Linked DNA regions of Ovis aries: region 2 is linked to region 1. A link is a contact called in public Hi-C data. All regions are on one chromosome and are shown on one strand. The core of a region is the stretch at or near the end of the contact, and the rest is flanking DNA. Distances in the headings are between cores, read along the strand shown.

Evidence for each region. A called contact is a pair of places that touch in the nucleus more often than the background predicts.
Region 2: a contact with region 1 is called in a Hi-C map of tail adipose tissue, with 2.0 times the contacts expected there. The contact joins two enhancer-like sites. A contact is called at or near these places in 2 of 16 Hi-C or Micro-C datasets (liver and tail adipose tissue).

Annotation. Positions count from the first base shown.
Region 1 is chr7:31,789,136-31,793,054 of ARS-UI_Ramb_v3.0, reverse strand. No RefSeq gene overlaps it. Among named protein-coding and RNA genes, the nearest start is that of TRNAC-GCA, 5.9 kb to the right of the region's middle. Within about 2 kb of position 1,629, at least 30 of the 54 cell types and tissues checked have an H3K27ac peak or open chromatin away from gene starts, as enhancers often do. A contact at or near this core is called in tail adipose tissue, where this site is marked.
Region 2 is chr7:31,864,233-31,868,201 of ARS-UI_Ramb_v3.0, reverse strand. No RefSeq gene overlaps it. Among named protein-coding and RNA genes, the nearest start is that of TRNAC-GCA, 81 kb to the right of the region's middle. Within about 2 kb of position 1,626, at least 42 of the 54 cell types and tissues checked have an H3K27ac peak or open chromatin away from gene starts, as enhancers often do. A contact at or near this core is called in tail adipose tissue, where this site is marked.

The DNA.
Region 1 (3,919 bases), core at 380-2,879:
CTGCCTCATAAATCAAAAGCTGAGATTAAGAAACACTTTCTCATCACATTATACGGTTTTTCATTTGTCTTTCCTCCTTACACTGCTCTGAGTCCTGGAAACACTACGCTTTCCTACTTAGCCCAGTATGAGCTGTGCTATATATTTTTTCCTGAGTGTTTGCTTTAGCTATGTCAGGTATGATTGACTCTGTTTTTCCAGAAAGTCATCTGTCTTTTGGTAGCTCCTATCGCTGTTGGTATTGCCATCTTTCTTTCAGGGATTCTCTCTTCTGTGTCGCCCTCAGAAAGCAAGGTCAGTTAGGACTTAGAGGGGTGTGTGGTGGCACAGATGAGTAAACCAGATCAGGTATGACACAATCAGGGTGATGGGGACTACGGTGACCAAATGGCCACATGCTGTTGACTCAGCTCTTATTTCTCACCTTTGAGCAATTACTGTCACATGAGAATTCTGTCCAGTGGCGACAAAACTTTTCACTTTTTAAAGAGAAGTCCCAAATCTAGAATTTTAGATGGCATCTCTAGAATTTACAATACATGAAAATGAGAAGGAAAAAAAAAAAAGTTTGAGTCAAATGAAATGCAACTCAAGTTGAATGGGCCTGTGAGCCATCGCTTTGCTATGTTTGATCTGTGATAAATGGGGAAATCCTTCCAGACTCATTCCAGACTCATTCTTGCTTCGACTAAGTCACTGGACCCAGAACCTATGACTGCTGAACTCTTAGCTTTTGTCAACACTTGTCTCATATGCCGTGAGATCCTAGGATCCAGCTCCTTGCTATTTCAAGGGTAAATCAGGCAATCTAATGATCTCATTCAAACGGACACTTTTGCTAGGATCTTTCCTTCCTTCTCCACTAAGATGTATATTTTATGAATGAAATTATAGGGTAATATTCTTATAGCTCTTTTCTATAATTGAGGATTTTAAACATGTAAAAGGGTCAGAAGTCCATAGTCAGCCAGAGGGGGATAGATAGGCACAATGATAAGTGGTACTTTGTGTTACCTCCCAGATCACAGGTATTAGCAAGCTGTCAGTGTCCAGGGCCAGGTCTGAAAATAATCTGGACTTGCATCGTTGTGCCTATGGTTGCCATTGTTATCACTATCAGCATCAGGTATGGGCTGACTTACAGAGGACCATTCACCAACTTGGGTCAGTTCTCCCTTAAAGGGTGCTTCTGCTGTTGATAGGCACTGTGCTTTTGAAGGTTGTTCGTGTATGCACCTAGTAACTGGCATCATATACGTTGCCTAAGTGCTATTTTGCATGCTTAATAAGATCCCCCTGAGCTTTTAAAACATTTAAGTGAAGATTTAGATTGCACAAATAGAAGAGGCAGCTGGTGAGACTTGGTCTTATGGCAGGTGGAGGGGATACTTTGAGGTTTAGAAGCCCAAACCAGACTTTCTGTTCTTCTCTGGCCATTTTTCTAGAAGGCACCCACATTAAACCCACCAAGTTTTATTCAGTGAAAGCAGTGAAATGTCTGCTGTTCCCATCTTCTTAGACTGCCAGCAGCACTTAACAAGAATCCAATGAGCGAGCGCCTTAGATGGCTAGTTGACCAGCTCTCTACCCCAGCTCCCTCTCAGGAATAATAAGGTTCTATGCCAGGATTGTACACATCCAACAGCTCAGCATGAGTCATTCTTTTGCCCCAGGGTCGGTTAAGATTGAATCAGTGAGTTGAGGAAAAAAAAACAGAACAGTGATTTGATTTCTTTTATTCCCCCTGGGAAGTAGGTTGAGGATAAGGATGAGGACAAACTCGTTTATTTTACATGCTTATTTGCAGGATTAATATATAGTCTTCTTCCACGAGTAATGCTGTGAGCACTGTGTACAGCTCTGTCATTAATGAGAGGGAACTGGGAACTGTTTCATTTCCTTTTGGGGTAATCCTTTTGAGGCTAGCACCACCGTGTGGATAAAGTGGATACAGACATCTTTGGCTTGCGTAACAGGCCAGCACTGTGCCTCTGGCAACATGATTTTAGGATCTTCTCTCCCATTTCATCTCTTCTGAGTCATCGCAGAACAGCATAGTGATAGGGATATTTTTTGCAGCAGTGTTATACAGTGCTGGGCTCTCAGGAGTCTGTGCTTCCACAAAGTGACTGAACTTGCAGGAGGATGACAGGAAAGATTCACAGAGCAGATTCGTATCAGGGAGAGTGGGAATTAGACCCCTAGTTTGGGATTAGCCACTGGACTCTAAAGTGGATGGTGCCAATTTGGACTCTATAAGAAACACCAGGGTCTGTTCTGAGGCAACTTTCTGACCTTTATTACCCAAGAGGGGCAGACTGAATCAGAGGAGAGGAGGAGACATAAAATTTGGTGGTGGGGTACAAAAAATTTTTACCAAACCACAGTGGTTTGCCTCCTGGTTGAGAACATGAGGTGCAGCTCCTCTCCTGACTCTTATGGTAGAATGAAGAGGGGAGAAGAATACAGAGCAGTTCTACTGACTGCAGCTTTAAGTCCTGCAAGCAGGGTGGGAGTGGCTGGCAAAGAGAGGAGAAAGATTTGTACCTCCATAGTGGCCTTTCCTGTGTGCTGGCACCAAGATCCCTGGAGAAGGGCAAGCCTGCTCCTCCCTGAGGGGTTTTCTTCATTTCCAAATTGACTTGTATGTGTATGTTGGGATTGGGGTCTAACAGATAAAGGTAGGGAAAGCAGTTGTTTATAAAGAACTAGCCCCATTTAGCTCCTAATAGATCACCCTTCCAGTCTTTTTCTTTGTTTAGTCTCCCAACTCCAAAGAGAAAAAGTTTTACTAACACTTAAAATGGGGAGTTGTGATTGTAGAAATTTCAGGGAGTCAAGAAAAAAATCAGGATATGCTAACATTCCTCTCTTCGATGAACTATTAAAGTGATAGGAAATGTATTGAACAGTCCTTGCCACCCACCAGTCACCATTGCCTTTATATATCCCCTTTGCATGTATGCACAGTTGTACAGTTGTGTCCAGCTCTTTGCCGCCCCATGGACTGTAGCCCACCAGCCTCGTCTGTCCATAGGATTTCTCAGACAGGAATACTGGAGTGGGTTGCCATTTCCTACTCCAGAGGATCTTTGCATCCCAGGGATCGAACCTGAGTTTCTTGCATCTCCTGCATTGGCAGGTGGATTCTTTACCACTGAGCCACCTGGGAAACCCATCTCTCTCTTTTACTCTTTTCCATAACTGGCCTGGCTCCTACACCTGTAAACATTAATATATCTGGGATTTCAGATTGGAACAGCTTCTTGTGGCTGAGTATGGATTAATGCCAGTCTGGTGGGGGCTTTCAAGGGACATGTTATGGAACTTTCCTCTGTAGAAAGCCATTTTTCAAACTTCAGTATGACCGGGAAGCTGGGTGGGCCAGCTGATATGTGACGTGCAGACTCAGGTTCAGATTAAGATTAGAACAGAGATAAATTAATTAGGGAATAGAAAAATAGAGAAAAATCAATGAAATAAAAAGTTAGTTCTTTAGAAAGGTCAGTAAAATTGATGAACTTTTAGTTAGATGACTAAAAAAAAAGGAATCAGATAACTACTGATATTACCACTGATGCTACGGAAATAAAAAGTATTATAAGAGGATACTATTAACAATTGTATGTCAACAAATTGGATAGCCTGGATGAAATGGGCAAGTTCTAGAAACATAAAACCTATCAAGACTGAATCATAAAGAAATAAAAAACCTGTTCTTAGAACAGATCTTTAACAAGTAAGGAGACTGAATCAGTAATCAAAAATCTCCCAAAAAGGAAGAGGCCTGGACCTGATGGCTTCACTGTTGAATTTTAACAAATACTTGAAGAAGAATGAATACTAATCCTTCTCAAACTTTTCCAAAAATTGAAGAGGAGAGAAAAGTCCTAACTCATTCTATGAGGCCAGTTTTTTT
Region 2 (3,969 bases), core at 377-2,876, 75 kb before region 1:
TCAGGTTCAGGCAACAGACTGCCCTGCTTGGACACTTAACATCCTTGAGATCTTGTTAAAGTTACTCTCTCAGCCTTGATTTCTTTTTCTGTAAAATTCAAATAAGGTTAATAGCAAACCTCAGAGGTTACTGTGAGGATCAAATGAGGTAATGTCAAGTGCTTAGAACGGTGCCTGGAACACCACAAGCGTACACCCACACACACTCTCTCTCTCACATATTCTGATTCCTTTGTACCTTCACAACCAACCACTGCAAAGTAACCCTATCACCATTTGAACATGCTGAAGGTTTTTTTCCAGCAAGAGGAAAAGTCTTAAAGTGGTGAGTTTTTATTTTGTTGTGTTTTTTAAACCACATCAAGGATGCAATATTTTACTTTAAGGAGGGAGGTCAGCAGTATTCAAAATGCAGGGAGCAAAAAAAAAACACAGGGAGCATTCTTTCTGAAAACACTTGAAGATTCCCTTCTAAACCTCATTTCAATCCCAGGTTCTCACCTTTCCTCCACCAACACAAGGGAGGCCTTTTCTGATACACAGGGAAAAAAAGACATCAAATATGTCTTTTTGAACAATAATTTTTCTTGGAAATTTTCTTGTTGAAAATTATTTTTAGGGTTATTTTGCAAGTTTGATTGAGGGCAATTTTTACTAAGATGAACCAGCTTCCTTTTGAGTGTGGGCACTTCATTTCCCCTCCCAGATCTTATCTGCCTCTTATCTGTGAAATGAATGGATTAGAGTTGATAAGTCTTCCTATATCTGGTGGTCTTTGATTCTGCCATCGTTTCATCTACTCCATAGGAATGTGGCTCTGGAGCCTGTTTGTGCTTTAGATTGTGGACTAGGAATCAAGCCCCAGCTCCCCCACCCACCTCCCACTCCACACCCTCCAACTGCCTGGGAATTAAGGGAAAAGAGGCTTGAAACCCTTTTATTTGACGTTAGAGCTCTCCGTGGCATTAACCTGTTGCTGGTCTAACGTGTGGGACAGAGGAAATGTGCTTCACAGCTGTAAACAGGGGTAGTGAACAAGTGCGTTTTCTTTTCTGTTTTCCTTTTTGCCAGGGGTGAGACGGGGGAGGAGAAACAGTGGTCTTTGTTGTGAAGCCATAGTTCCAAACTTCAGCCTAGAGGAATGTTTAAGTTCTGAAAAAAAGTTAACGGAGAAGGCCTGCAATGATGTACTTCCAGTCACAACAAGAGGGTAAGAACGTTCCGGGCGCTGGACTGAAGAGACACAAAAGTCAGGAAGTGACCCTTTCGTCGGGATTTCAGAGGCCGCGGACGAGAAACAAAGTCCTCTCACAACTCGGGGAACTTTGGGCCGTACCATCCCGAGGGGCAGGGGTGGCGGAGCCGGGGGCGGGGGGAGTGGGGGCGGGGAGGGCCGTGGAAACTGACAGCTCGGTTCTGAACGAGCCGTGAGCAAACTGAGAATTTCCACGCTGAAAAGACTCGGTGTCCGCTGATCCCGCGCCCTGAAGTGGAACCGGGGATCGGCAGATCCTCACTGCAGAGTCTGCCCAAATAGAAGCCGCGGTGGCCCTGGCGAGAGCCGGCCTCCTGAATCCGGGCCTGTGCGCGCCCAAGCGGGCCGCGCGCCCGGGTCTCTGGATGGCGTGCCGGCGCAGCCCATCTGCGGCCGCGCGGCCGGGAGGAAGCCGGCCCTGGCGATGAATGGGGCTTTGTTCGCGGGCAGCCAAAGCTGCCCTCGGCAGGCCCAGATCGCACAACGGAGGCTGTATGCGAGCGGAATGGAAATAAGCCTGCGGGCCTCCCGAAGGAGCCCCGTCCCCTTCCCTTCGCCGAGCAGAGGAATGCTGGCAAGCCGGAAAGGAGCCCTCGCCGGGAACGCTGCTCTCGCGGCTCTGAAACCCCATTGAGAAGAGCCCTTTGATGCAATTAAAGCGCATTTCATTGCAGGCCGGGGAGGAGGGAAGGCCCATCCAGCTTTTTTTCTGTCTCGAGCGTGTTAGTGTGTGCACCTTTGTGGGGCGGGCGACTTAGAGAGCAGGCGGGAACTGGAGCCCCGTCTCTCGCAGACATTCTGTAACATCGTAAAGAAGCACCCATAAACAGATTGGTTTTCACCGTGGGTGGAACCCAGTTTGAACAACATCCAGGCTGACCTGCAGGCCAGCGTTCCTGCTTTGAAAGACTCTTTGGTAAAACTCACACCACCTGCCCTGCTGTAAAGGTTTAGGCGGACAAGAAATTGCGTTTGAAGGAGGAAGTTGTTTTTGAGGTCATTGCTCCCGGTTTTCCATTTTCTCAGAGGTGTAGTGGGCTATGTCGCAGGTCCAGAATTGGTCACAGTAAAATATAAAATGTAGATGTAAAACGACGTAACCTGAAAACGTTGACGTTCTTGGATGCGACTGCTATTTTAGTGCTAGGATTATTCTCTAAGATTTCCCTGTTTCCTCCATTGAGACAACTGTGTGGCCCTGGGAAGACCCAGGTAGCCTGAGTTTAATATTTTTCATCTGTTAAAATGAATAACAAAAGGCCAGATAACTGCTACCATAAAGCTCTGGGTGCTAGCAGGATTCTTTCTAAATTGGAGGTGAGCACTTGTGTAAGATGTATGGGCCTGAATCTGCAGTAAACGTCAATGTAAAAGGATCACAGTTTTTTGTTGACTTTGCACCAATTATAACTGGGGCTAATAGTCTGTCAGTTTCCACTAAGAATATACCTTCTTGAGGACAGGACCCTGTCTTTTATTCTGGCCTCCCCTGTCCCCAGAGCATTGCCTGACCATCATGAGTGGGCAACACATACGTGGAATACAAAGAATTAATACTAACTTGATGCCATTTTCTGTCACTTACTATGTAAATAAGAAATAGAAGTTTGGTGGGTATTGGGGACCCTTGGCTAGGTAGAAGTTTGAAAGAAGGAGCAGGAAAACATTTTGAGAGCACAGACATGCTGCAAATGTTTCCTGAAGTGACCGAAGCAGAGCAGGGCACTGAGGTGGAGGAGGCATTCTTTTTCCCTGAGTGGATGGTTAGTACTGGCAAGCTTGAATCACATTTTATATTTGCAAGGAGTGTGCATAGCTGATTCTTCATTCATTCTTTGAACATCCCATGGATGTGGGACAGTAAGACACAGTGGCTATGTATGATGAGTATCATGTTTCTTATATATTGATCTAAATATAGCTCCATGATTCTTGTTATTTGGGGCTTTGTTTAGGCCTATAACTTGAGTTCAAGCCCTATGAGGGCTTGAATACCTGACTTTTTCACCATTCAATAAAACCCAGTAACTTTTTTCCACCAAAATGAGGAAGCTCATAAATGAGACAGTAGAGAACATCCTATTTCAAATACATCTCCAGGTATCTGCAGGAAACACCACTGAAGCGACATTGACATAAACAAATGGATGTTCCCCTCAACTCCCTCAACTTCCTAAACACACACACACACACACACACACACACACACAGTTAGGTGTTGAGAAATATAAAGTCCAGTTTAAAGATGTTTGTGTCAGGGTACAGAATGCCCAACATACAATTGTCCTCAACTTTATTTCTTATCATGTGGCCCTGCTTGGCTATTATTCTGAGTTGCATTTTTGTCTTGATGTGGATATCATCCCTGAGAGTTGAAACTCTTCAAATTGTTCCTTCCTGTCTATTTAGCCAGGTGGGCACTGTTTTTGTTGTTCAGTCACTAAGTTGTGTCCCACTCGGTGACCCCATGGACTGTAGTATGCCAGGCTCCTCTGTCCTCTACTATCTCCCGCAGTTTGTTCAAATGAATGTCAATTGAGTCAGTGGTGCTATCCAAGTGTCTCATCCTCTCCCACCCCATTCTCCTTTTGCCTTCACTCTTTCCCAGCATCAGGGTCTTTTTCAATGAGTCAGCACAACCCACATCAGACCCCACATATAAAATGATTCTCTGATAGAACAAAAGGTATATACAACATCAGTAGCAATGTCCC